2 separate regions of the Anolis sagrei genome follow, and region 1 is linked to region 2. A link is a contact called in public Hi-C data. All regions are on one chromosome and are shown on one strand. Each heading gives the region's core, a stretch centred on a gene start, on an enhancer-like site or on the middle of the called end of the contact. The rest is flanking DNA. Distances are from core to core; before and after follow the strand shown.

Evidence for each region. Hi-C and Micro-C count contacts between places; a contact is called where the count stands out from the background.
Region 1: a Hi-C map of mixed tissue shows a contact between it and region 2, with 6 times the contacts expected there. The contact joins the promoter of LOC132776977 here to the promoter of LOC132776989 in region 2. A contact is called at or near these places in 2 of 2 Hi-C or Micro-C datasets (both in mixed tissue).

Annotation. Positions count from the first base shown.
Region 1 is chr5:26,341,882-26,347,783 of rAnoSag1.mat, forward strand. LOC132776977 (alcohol dehydrogenase 1A) reads right to left here and starts at 2,779. Exons shown (of 9, transcript XM_060779183.2): 1 at 2,611-2,779. The coding sequence starts at 2,628.
Region 2 is chr5:26,104,475-26,110,613 of rAnoSag1.mat, forward strand. It overlaps LOC132776989 (alcohol dehydrogenase class-3), which reads right to left and starts at 3,108. Exons shown (of 9, transcript XM_060779199.2): 1 at 3,019-3,108; 2 at 1,403-1,504. The coding sequence starts at 3,030.

The sequences.
Region 1 (5,902 bases), core at 1,529-4,028, 240 kb after region 2:
GAATTACAGAATTGTAAGTACAGATTATGAATTTGCTGAAAGAAGTTAATGAAGATAGAGTCTGTCCTAGGACCCCTTTTCAAATTGACCATAAAATGGTCACAAGAAAGCCCTGAGATGATATAGGTGCTACTTTACTCTATGCAATTTATGTCACTATAAGTCCACTTTAACAGCTATGGCTACCTCCTATGTAATTGTGGGATTTGAAGTTTAGAGAAGAGCTATAACACTCTATTTGAGAATTTTAAATACTCCAGAAAATCTATGATTAGGCTTTTTGTCATAACATCAGCATTTCTAAACCTGGGGGGGGGGCACAAGGGGGGTCACAAGGGGTCTTAGGAACCCCTTTGGTACAGAAGGCTGAAGATCTCTCCGCCTGTCCTTCTCTTCCTTTTTGGAAACAGATGGCTAAACCTCACACCAAAAACCCTCCTCCGCTGTGATTGACTGGTCCCTCAACCCACCTCTCAGCCAAGAGGAGGGCTGTTTCTGAGGCAGGGAAGGGAGAGCAGGTGAGTTCAGTGCATGGCAGCATGGTGCACATGTGAGGGCGAGAGAGAGTGTGTGAGGTGAGAGGGAGGCTTGTGCCAGCAAGTCCCTTCAAGACATGGGGGTTCTGTGTGGGAAGACTAGCCCAATTCTATCATTGGTGGGGTTTAGAATGTTCTTTGATGGTAGATGAACTATAAATCCCAGCAACTACACCACCCAAATGTCTAGGCCTATTTTCCCCAAACTCCGCCATGATTATTGTGAGTGGTTAGTATTTATTTGGGATTCTAATTTTGATTCTGGGTGAATTTGTCTTGTTTAGTAGAAGAATGCAGGGTTAATCTCTTGACTCAAACAATGAAGGGTGTTGGCAAAAAATGGTAACCCTATCAGTTTGGAAGAGACCTTGGCTGGTTTTGCAATGCTCTATAGTCCCATTCAAGTTCCAACTATTTGGAGAATTTAGAGGTGGAGAGAGTTCAATCTCAATGTGACCACTCCAGGCCTCCCTTCCCTAGAAGGCATTTCAGCTTAAATAGGTTAGCATAGAAAACTGACAGTAAAGGATTTCCAAATCTTAACGAATATAGCATTTTGCATTATGCATTTATATTGTCACTCACTGAACCATAGCCACACAGCTCTCCATGGCTTCATTCGTGAAGGAAAACCAAAGCTCAGAAGTGTTACAACTTCCAGCAGCCCTCAGCCAGCAATGTTTATGTTGATATGGAGAGCCAAGGAGTTGTGGTTCAAAACCTTTATTTTTCTAATCTCTGCTTTGAATTTGTACACATGGATTTCATGCCTCTACTTGGGAATAAAACCCTGATGCTGAATTCTCTTTCCATAACTATTGATCCTAGCATCACTTCCTAATATATTTCTAAAACTGATTTGTAAAGTGGATTTTTTAATTTTAAAAATGATGCAATTGTTTTAAAAGTGATACTTTTCTAGGTTTTCTTTGTGTGTGTATGTCAGAAATGGTTTGAGAAACTGCAGGTTGCTTCTGATCTGCAAGGACATTGCCCAGGGGATGCCCGGATGTGTTACCATCCTGTTGGTAGGCTTCTCTCATGTCCCTGCCTGAGAAGCTGGAGCTGACAGATGGGAACTCACCCCATCTCGCAGGTTCAAAACGCCAACCTTCAGGTCAACAGTTCAACTGGTGCAATGGTACCACCGTGGCTCCTTTTCTAGGTGTATTTAATATTTAGAAGTAAACCAGAATGATAAAATCTTAACAAATTAGCTCATGTTCTGATTTTAAATCATAATGAAAAGTGAGAGATATTTGGCAGTCATAAGTAATTTATGGCTTTAATGTTATCTGGAAAAGACAAGTATTGCCAAATCTGATTGCTTCCAGATGGAATGGGCTGAATGAGCGAAGCATATGTTTAACTCTTCAGCTGAAGAATATGGTAGGCTGGTTTCTATCCGATTTGGACCTTTAAAAAAACACTTCACTTTTGCAAAGAAAGTTTCATTGTACTATGTGCTTGCTTGCCACGTTTCACATCAGTACATTTCTTCTCACTTATAGAGCATACTCTATGAAGATTGTTCATCTGCTAACTGTATTTTCCTTTTTCTATGCTGAGTTTTGGCTATATTAGAATTTGCTATCTCCAGTGCAATTAATTTTACTGACAATTAGCAAATAAATGCATCAAGTTGACTTTTAAGACTTATTTCTAATATTCCTTTTTTCATGTCAGGAGAGACTTGAGAAACTACAAATCATTCTGGTGTGAGAGAATTGACTGTCTTCAAGGACGTTGCCCAGGGGATGGTCAGATGTTTGATATTTTACCATCCTTGTGAGAGGCTTCTCTCATGTCCTTGCATGGGGAGCTGGAACTGACAGAGGGAGCTCATCCGTGCTCTCCCCGGATTCAAACCTACGACCTGTTGGTCTTCAGTCCTACCAGCACACGGGTTTAACCCATTGCGCCACCAGGGCTCATCACCATATAACTGAATCTTAATTTTCTAGTAGAAATGGAAATGAGCAATCAGGGCTTGAGCATGCTGGCTGTAACATTCTGGGAATTGTGGTCTAGAAAAGTAACTTTCCCAAAAAGAAGCATGCAACTCGGTACTTACTTTGCCAGCAGTACTCATAGTGTTTCTTCCTTGGTTTTGCAGATTCTGTTCTTCTTTTCTTTCTGGCTTTGGGAAGCCAATAATCTAAATAATCTTCACTGTTCAATGGATGTTGGCCAGGTTGCTAATCGGTGTTCCAGCTCCAACTGCACAAACAGACCTTGGTGCTTTTTAAGCAAACCCACTGATTTCCAAGTCCCACCCTTGAATCCAGAAAGGAAATACGTCAACTGAATCTCCATTCCTCACTCCAGGCAACAGTTTAGTATCACACGGATACTGCAAAAGGGTTGACACTCTGTGCCAGCTTTGGATGTGTTTACTAGAAGCTTGAAAGGAAGATAAATCAAATGTATCTCCATCATGGCTATGGAAGCTGGAAAAGATCTCTAAAACTGGCCCTGATATTAGGCAGAATAAGGTCGTGAAAGGACAGAAAATAGTTATTTCAATTTTTGATAGTATTTTTATTCTCCAAGAAAGTCCAAAAGTTATTTATGAGATCTTTTTGTCACAAGAGCTAAAAACAAGACAGCCAGCCTATAGTTCTATCTACCAACATTTTGGGTGGGCAGCATTTGTAAAATGCCTTGGGTTCGCCTTGGAAACAGTTTCTGCTGCCAGAAAACACAGCCAAGGCTTGTCAAACAAAGAAAACCTTGCCTCAAGTTGTTGGTTGTGACAGGCCTTTTGTGAATTACACTCAAACCAAGAGATGTTGGTAAAACAAGAAATGGAGGAATCAAATCTTTCTCTGATGATCCACTTACACATCTGCATGGAGCTCTTGTTATTTTATATCCTATCTGTCTCCCAAGACAGTAACCCCAGGAAGCTCATAGATACAATTTGAAACAGATTGTATAATATTCAAAGACAACCCTATTAAAAGCAATGTAAGAAAATATTAAAAGTATTGAGCCTTAAAAACTGATTTCCTAGCAGCCAGTGTAGTGCCAAAAGCCAAGATGATTAGAAAGGTATTAACCTTAACCATCTTTGCCATTTGCTGAAAGGGATTCCCACTAGGGTTTCTAATAGGGTGTAGTGGTTGGAACATTGATCCATGGCTCTGTAAACTAGAGTATGAATCCCTCTTTCCTATGGAAACCCACTGGATGATCTTATGCAAGTCGCACTCCGCCTCAGAAAACTCCATGGTAGAGTTGCCTTAGGGCTGCCATAAACCTAAGCATACAACAACATCAGCCATCTCTATTGGAAACTTTGTCCCTTACAAGACTGGCAGGAGTCCCTTACTGTCAGGGAAGTCCAATCTTTGATGGTTGGAAAGCTTTTCCATTTACAGGTAGATACTAAACAAGATGCCCAACAATCCTATATTTTGGGCAAGAGCCCAGATAAAGAGGTACGCATCATGTAATGTATGAATGTGGACAATATATTAATTGTATAGAAAAATACATGGCCAAGTTAACACTTTAATTTGGAATTTTGGTAAAACACAAACATGTTAATGACTGTGTCCCAATTGTTGGCCCTCTGCATCATAAATTTCAAGTGCCCCTTATTGCTGTTTGGAAACCTGGCAACCCTAATTCCTGCTCACATTAGAATTTAACTAGGAGGTGAGTTATTAAATGCTAAGAAGAAAAGAGTGTGTCATAAATAGTGTATTTCTTATATGACACTGGTAGTGCCATAAATACATCTGGAAACCTGCATACAGGGGAATGCCAACTAACATAAATAGCATCATGCACCCATCACCGTAGATCTGTGAAATAAACAGAAGGAATGCACTCTACCTCATATAAGAAAATCAGCCAGCCTGGCAGGACCATACATACATCTTTCCATGTAAAGAATGTAATGTAAAGAATACAAGTGATTGCAAACATGAGGAAAAAAATGCTCTGGCTATTTTTGTTTATTAATTTATTTAATATCAGCTAATTATTAGCTAATAATAGAGCCATCATATGTTATGGTTTGAATGTTGAACTAATATAATGGGACACCAGTTTTGAATCCCTACTTGGTCATGAAAGTCCAGTAGGTGGTCATGAGCAAGTCACACTGTGTCAGCTTCAAAGGAAGGCTCTGAACAAAGAGCTATCCACAAATGGTTTAATCATTGGGTTTAATCACCCCACATGGGGTGAGAATGTCTCACCCCATCACTTCAGTGTGAGATATTTCCTCAGGCCAAAGGGTTTCCTTGCTTACATCATGAAGTCGCTCTGTGGATGGACTACAACTCCAAAACTCAAGGTCAATGCCCACCAAACCCTTCCAGTATTTTCTGTTGGTCATAGGAGTTCTGTGTGCCAAGATTGGTTCAATTCCATCATTGGTGGAGTTCAGAATGTTCTTTGGTTGAAGGTTAAATGTAAGTCCCAGCAACAACAACTCCCAAAAGACAAAATGGACACCCCCCCCCCACCCCACCAGTATTCAAATTTGGGCATATCAGGTATTTGCGCCAAATTTGGTCCCATGAATGAAAATAAATCCTGCATATCAGATATTTACATTATGATTCATAACAGTAGCAACATTACCATTATGAAGTAGCAATGAAAATAATGTTATGGTTGGGGGTTACTACAACACGAGGAACTGTATTAAAGGGTCATGGAATTAGGAAGGTTGAGAAACACTGACCTAGAGAGGCTTCCAATGCATTGCTGTGAATAGTGTGTGAATTAACCAGAGAGAGCTTTATTTTAGGTGATACCAACATCTGAGGGGTCTATTATGAGTTCTTCATCAAAACTGCTCCCATTTTATATTTGAGAAATACTGATTTAGCTAATGGACCCAATATTACAGGTGGGTTACTTGACTGTAGGGCGATTGACATTTGTTATCTTCAGCAAACTTGAGTAATAGTAACATAGGGCATTAATATATTACTAAAACAATGATTAAGCCTTTTTGGCATCACAGTTTGATCTTTTTTTTCTTTTTTAATTCCCCAGCAAACAAAAAAGAAAACTCTCATTCCCTGAAAACTACACTCCTCTTCCAGGAGGTCATTGTTCTTCCTTACCTGAAAGTTGGAAGCCTCCTTAAAATGCCTTGGAAAGAGTGCATGGCTGCTGGCAGGGTGCAGCCAAGAAGAAAAAGCGCATGTGCCTCCCTGCAGCCAAGTGTCTCTCCTCTAGAGTAAGAAACAGAGAACTTGCCTCCTTGCCTTGGAAAGAGTGTATGGTGTGCAGGCCCAGGTGAGAAAGTGTGTGCACATGCCTGGAATTGAGTAGAAGCAGGTAAGAAGCCTCCTTAAAGCGCATGCCTGCCTACAGCTGAGCACCTCTCCTCTAGAGTA
Region 2 (6,139 bases), core at 1,858-4,357:
CTCTCCCCAACATTCCTTGACATAGAGGGACGGATACTCAGCCTCTATGATCTTTCATATTACACTTCATCTTGTTGGGATCCAACCCCACATTGCTCAAGTCTCTAGCCCTGATTGAGGAACAAGTTAGTAAGCTTAGAATAGGGCGAGGATTTCCCTTTCCCAAAGTCTCGTGTATGACAGTATTTCTTTTCTCTTCTCTCTGTTTCTGCTCTAATTGGTTGTGTAGAACGAATACTTTCCTACTGCAAGCCTTTACTTCTGACTTCTACTTATGCATCTGAGTGTGTGCTGTGTGTTTTGAGATCTCTCTCTGCTTGTGCGTCAGATTTCCCCCCTCTCTTTTGAACCCTAAAGAGATGGAGTTAGAGTAGCTAGAACCCAGTTATTTACTATTAAGAAATGTACTTATTATTTTTGGATGTAAATAAACCTTTTGTAATCTTAAAGACTGAACTCTGGATATTTGCCTCCTAAGATCTTAATTCTTTACAGCCACATGACACTTCACACTCTGCTTGCTGTGAACTGAATGCTCAACTATAAGCAACCTGTTTTTGTATTTTGGATGCTCTGCTTTATTTTTGGGTAGTTTCCCCCTAATACAGAAAATCCTAACACATCTCTCACCTCAGCACAACCACACATAAAGACACAGGTAACCCTAAGGCATTACAGGAATAATGCATATATGAAATAAATGTATTTATTTATTTATTTATTTACAGTATTTATATTCCGCCCTTCACAACCCACAGGGCACTCAGGGTGGATTACAATGTACATATACATGGCAAACATTCAATGCCATAGACACGTAACATATATAGACAGACACTCAGAGGCTCTCTAACATTCCAGCTTCTGGCCACCAGGAGAGCTGTCAGTTCACCGTCCGTTTGTGAAACTGATGAAGTACTTCCTCATTCTTTGCATACTTCCTGGAGATTTTTATGGCTTCGTAAATCAGTTAAATTAGCCTCCCCACATAAGTGGTACCTAAATTTCCTACTTGACAGATGCAACTGTCTTTTGGGCTGCAAAGGTCGACAACAAGCTACACAATTTTGGTCAAAAGCTCACTCTGACCCAGGCTGGCTTCGAACTCATGAGCTTTCGGTCAGTAGTGATCTTAATGCAGCTGACTCCCAGTGGATGGCCCTTGAGGGTCTCTTCCAACTCTAAGAGTCTATATTGGGAGTAGGCCTGTTTTAAAGTCATCAGTTAAGAAAAATAACTATGAAGTATGAGCTAGTGAAGAAAACACTCCCAGTGGTTTGTGGATAGCTAGAGCTGATTCCCCCCTTCGGCTCCATATACTTTATAAATATTCTAGGTTTCATTTTGTCTCTTGAAAAATATCAACATGTACAGCCAAATAATAGAAGTACTGTTTAGTTACCCTGATGCGGACTTCATGAGCTTTGGGCGGTGCAACTTCGACCTCCTCAATGGACAGAGGCTTGCCAGCTTCCCAGGCAACAGCTGCCTTGCATTTGATAACCTAAAGAGATTTTGAAAAAGAGAGTTGTATTATTTCGTTTGGAGACTTGGGGGGGGGGGGGGGGAATGCTGTGGCACACATCCACAGATTTCAATTGACCTAGTATAGTTATAGAAAAGATTTTGCTCAAAAAATTATTAAATCAAGGGAACTAATTTTTGGAAAAGGAGAATATATTATTGTGACATTTCAAGATTAGCAGGTGTTGCTAGAGAGACCTGTGCCATTTTAACCAACTCTTGTAAGATCTGTAGCCATATGGTCATATTTTGCATCTTTCTCTATCTTATTACACTGTAATCCCAACATCACAATTATGCAGTAGCTAATTGCAATTGCTGCCCGGTGGCACAGTGGGTTAAACCATTGAGCTGCTGAACTTGCTGACCAAAAGGTTGGCAGCTCAAATCTGTTTAGCAGTTAGTGGAATACAAACAATGGCATGTAGTTTCAGTTGACACAGTTGTGTATGGAACAACACAAAAGTCATAGTGTACGTTTTCTAATATTATACCAAAACATGGGAGGGAAAATGGTAGTTGCAGAAAAGTTCAACTTGCCTGCCCACAAATTAGTTTATTACTAAACAGAACAAGGTACAAACAGGCCTGATGCCCAGTAAAATATTTACTTTCTTCTGTTTCTCTTACTTTTACACTGACCGGATGAATATTGAGCAAAAATATGGAGCAGATCAAAGTAAATGATTTATATATTGTGCATGAAAAGTTTTGAAAATGCACTAAAAGGCGGTTTGAGTCAGAACCTGATATATTATGTTGAATTTATGCCATGTTGAATTTTACAACATGTTTACTAAAGGATGTCTTCAAGCAAGGCAGAGGTCCATAAACGTTTTCAACAAAAGGAAAGGAGACAGGGCAAATGCAAGTTACATAACTTGGAGAAATAGAAACAGCAAGTCTTTAAATTGTCATAGATACACTGGATATGGACATAACTCAAAACCCACTGGAGGAATTGACACCAAATTAATTAAGCTTTTTGATTGAATTGCGATAGCACAGGCCTGGGCAAACTTGGGCCCTCCAGGTGTTTTGGACTTCAACTACCGGCGGTTAGGAATTGTGGAAGTTGAAGTCCAAAACACCTGGAGGGCCCAAGTTTGCCCAGGCCTGCTCCAGCATTTTTGCATATATTCCTGCTCTGTAGCACCATTCCCCCAGGAGAAACTCAGAAGGAAAAAGGCTATAAAGACTGCCTCTGAGCATGAGCAAAGTGGAAAACAGATCCTCCCCCAAAAGTAGAAGAGTTGCATGCAGGCAACTCTCCTTTCCTTTGCAAAACAGCCTTTTAAAAAATATAATGCACAGATTATAATTCAGGGAGCAGCTTCCTCTCTTGCAAAAGTCATGGATTTCTCCCATTCCTCCTTTTAAGGCAACCCTTCCCTATGGCTTCCTTCCCTCAACACTTTCCACCATGCAACCCCTTTCAATGCAGCTCCTTGCAGACTTTTAAGCCCTCCAATGGGTTGCAATGCAAGCACCTACCCCGCTCGCCATGGCCTTCACCAGAAAGAGCCCTTTCTTGGTCTGCCTCTTGCAAGACGCCCCCTTCTGCTGCACTGCGCATGCGTCCTCTTCTGAGCGCCGCCTCCGAAGCAAGGCACCGGCTTCAGTGCCTGCATTCACTGATTTAGGGCGCGAGGGGGCGCTCTTTCCCAAGGGTTCCATTAGAATCAATTCAGCTATCTATCTAATCCATATAAATAAAAATGTAATGCTCGTTTGTGGGATTAACATAATTCAAAAACCACTGGACGGATTGAAACCAAATTTGGACACAATACACCTAATAGGCCAATGGGTATTTATTTATCTATCGTGTCATCAGCAACCATACCATTTTATTTCTAACAGAACAAAACAAACAGATTTAAAAAAACCACAGATTTTGCAAACTTGGTAGTTGATTAAATGTCCTTTGACCAGTATCTGGCTACTTGGAGTGCCTCTGGTGTTGCTGCAAGGAGGTCCTCTATTGTGCATGTGGCAGGGCTCAGGTTGCATTGCAGCAGGTGGTCAGTGGTTTGCTCCTCTCTGCACTCGCATGTCAAGGATTCCACCCTGTAGCCCCATTTCTTAAGATTGGCGCTGCATGTCGTGGTGCCAGAGCACAGTCTGTTCAGCGCCTTCCAAGTCGCCCAGTCTTGTGTGCCCAGGGGGGAGTCTGTCATCTGGTATCACCCATGGATTGAGGTTCTGGGTTTGGGTCTGCCACTTTTGGACTCTCGCTTGCTGAGGTGTTCCAGCCAGGGGCGGCTCGTCCATTACTCAAAGTAAGCAGTCGCAGTACACTTTTTTTTGCCAGGGGCGCAGAGGCGCCTCTGTAAATGCCCCTCGACCGCCACTTGAGGAGCGCCCCCTCGGCTCACAACAGCCCTAGCAGTCGGGGGAAGCCTCAGCAACCCATTACGCAAAGTAAGCATTTGCAGTATAGTTGATTTTGCCCAGGGGCACTCTTGAGGTGCTCTTGGGGGAAAATAGACCTTGACATATGAGAGTTGTAGTTACGGGAATGTATAGTTCACCTACAATCAAAGAACATTCTGAACTCCACCAATGATGGAATTGAACCAAATATGGCTCACAGAACTCCCACGATGAACAGAAAATATATATCAATGATTGGTGGGGGGGGGGGGGGCGCCAAAATACTGTTTGCTTACTGTTGAAAATTACCTAGGGCCGCCTCTGGTTCCAGCAAGTGTCTCTGTAGATCTAAGAAAACTATGTCTTGATTTAAGTCGTTGACGTGCTGGCTGATACCCAAACGGGATGAGCTGGAGATGTCTCTGCCTTGGTCCTTTCACTATTGGCTGCTACTTCCCGGCGGATGTCAGGTGGTGCAATACCGGCCTCCTCGCAGGATTGCAAGACATCCGGCCTTCCCCTGGGCAACGTCTTCGTAGACGGCTGATTCTCTCACCTCAGAAGCAACCAGGCCAATGAGTGACCATCACTCATAAAAACACTGAAAAACACAGCAGAAGAGACTTAAAAAGCCAAAAAACCAAAAATGTATTACAATGCATGCACAAAACTACATATATATGCAAACACACATATATAAACATATACACAAACATAAATACACACATATACACATATATACACACACAAAACACACAAACACACTCACAAAACACTTATACACAGATTGGGCCACAGCAATGTGTGGCAGGGGACGGCTAGTATATAAAAAAATGTAATGTTCGTTTGTGGGATTAACATAACTCAAAACCCACTGGAGGAATTGACACCAAATTTGGACAGAATACGGCTAACAACCCAATGAATGACCATTACTAAAAAAAATAATGATTTTGTCATTTGGGAGTTGTAGTTGCTGGGATTTATAGTTCACCTACAATCAAAGATCATTCTGAACTCCACCAACGATGGAACTGAACCAAATGTGGCACACAGAACTCCCATGCCCAACAGAAAACACTAGAAGGGTTTGGTGGGCATTGACCTTGAGTTTGGGAGTTGTAGTTCACCTACATCCAGAGAGCACTGTGGTCCCAAACATTGATAGACCTGGACCAAACTTGGCACGAATATTGCATATGCCCAAATATGAACACAGATGGGGTTTGGGGGAAATAGACCTTGATATTTGGTAGTTGTAGTTGCTGGGATTTATAGTTCACCTACAATTAAAGAGCATTCTGAACTCCACCAACGATGGAATTGAACCAAATGTGGCACACAGAACTCTGATGACCAACAGAAAACACTAGAAGGGTTTGGTGGCCATTGACCTTACGTTTGGAAGTTGTAGTTCACCTATATGCAGAGTGCACTGTGGACGCAAATAATGATGGATCTGGACCATTCCATATGCCCAAATATGAACACAGATGGGGTTTGCGGGAATCGACTTTGACATTTGGGAGTTGTATTCACAGTTCACCTACAATAAAAGAGCATTCTTAACCCCACCAACGACAGAATTGGGGCAAACTTCCAACACAGATCCCCAATGACCAACAGAAAATACTTAAGGCCAACCAGTCCAACTCCCTTCACAAGGGCAAGAAAACATTATCAAAGCCCTCCTGACAAAGAGCCATCCAGCCATAGATATAGATAGATAAATATGATTCACACACACACATAATATCCTAGATTTGAAAGGGATCCCTAAAGAAGGACAATTATATGTTGCATGTTCCAGAGGAAGCAAACCAGACAATCTCCACATTAACACTGACAAAGAAACAGCAAGAAGTACTGTTTACCCACAAGCAGAAAGACGTTACATATATTTGAAACCAACACTTTCTCATTACTTTATTTTCCAGATCACCAGACTGGGCCACAGCGCGCTTGGCAAGGACGAGAGACAGGGCCTTCTCAGTGGTGGCCCCTCGGCTGTGGAACGCCCTGCCTGCAGATATCAGATCGGCCCCCTCCCTGCTGGTGTTTCGGATGAAAGTGAAGACCTGGCTGTTCAAACAAGCATTTGATTAAACAGTGTAATTGAACATAGGAATACGGAATAATGGATGATGAGAATGGATTCTGATTTTACTGTTGAGGCGCTAATGATTGTTATATGGATGTTTCATGATTTATGTTACAATTATTTTTAATTGCCCTATAC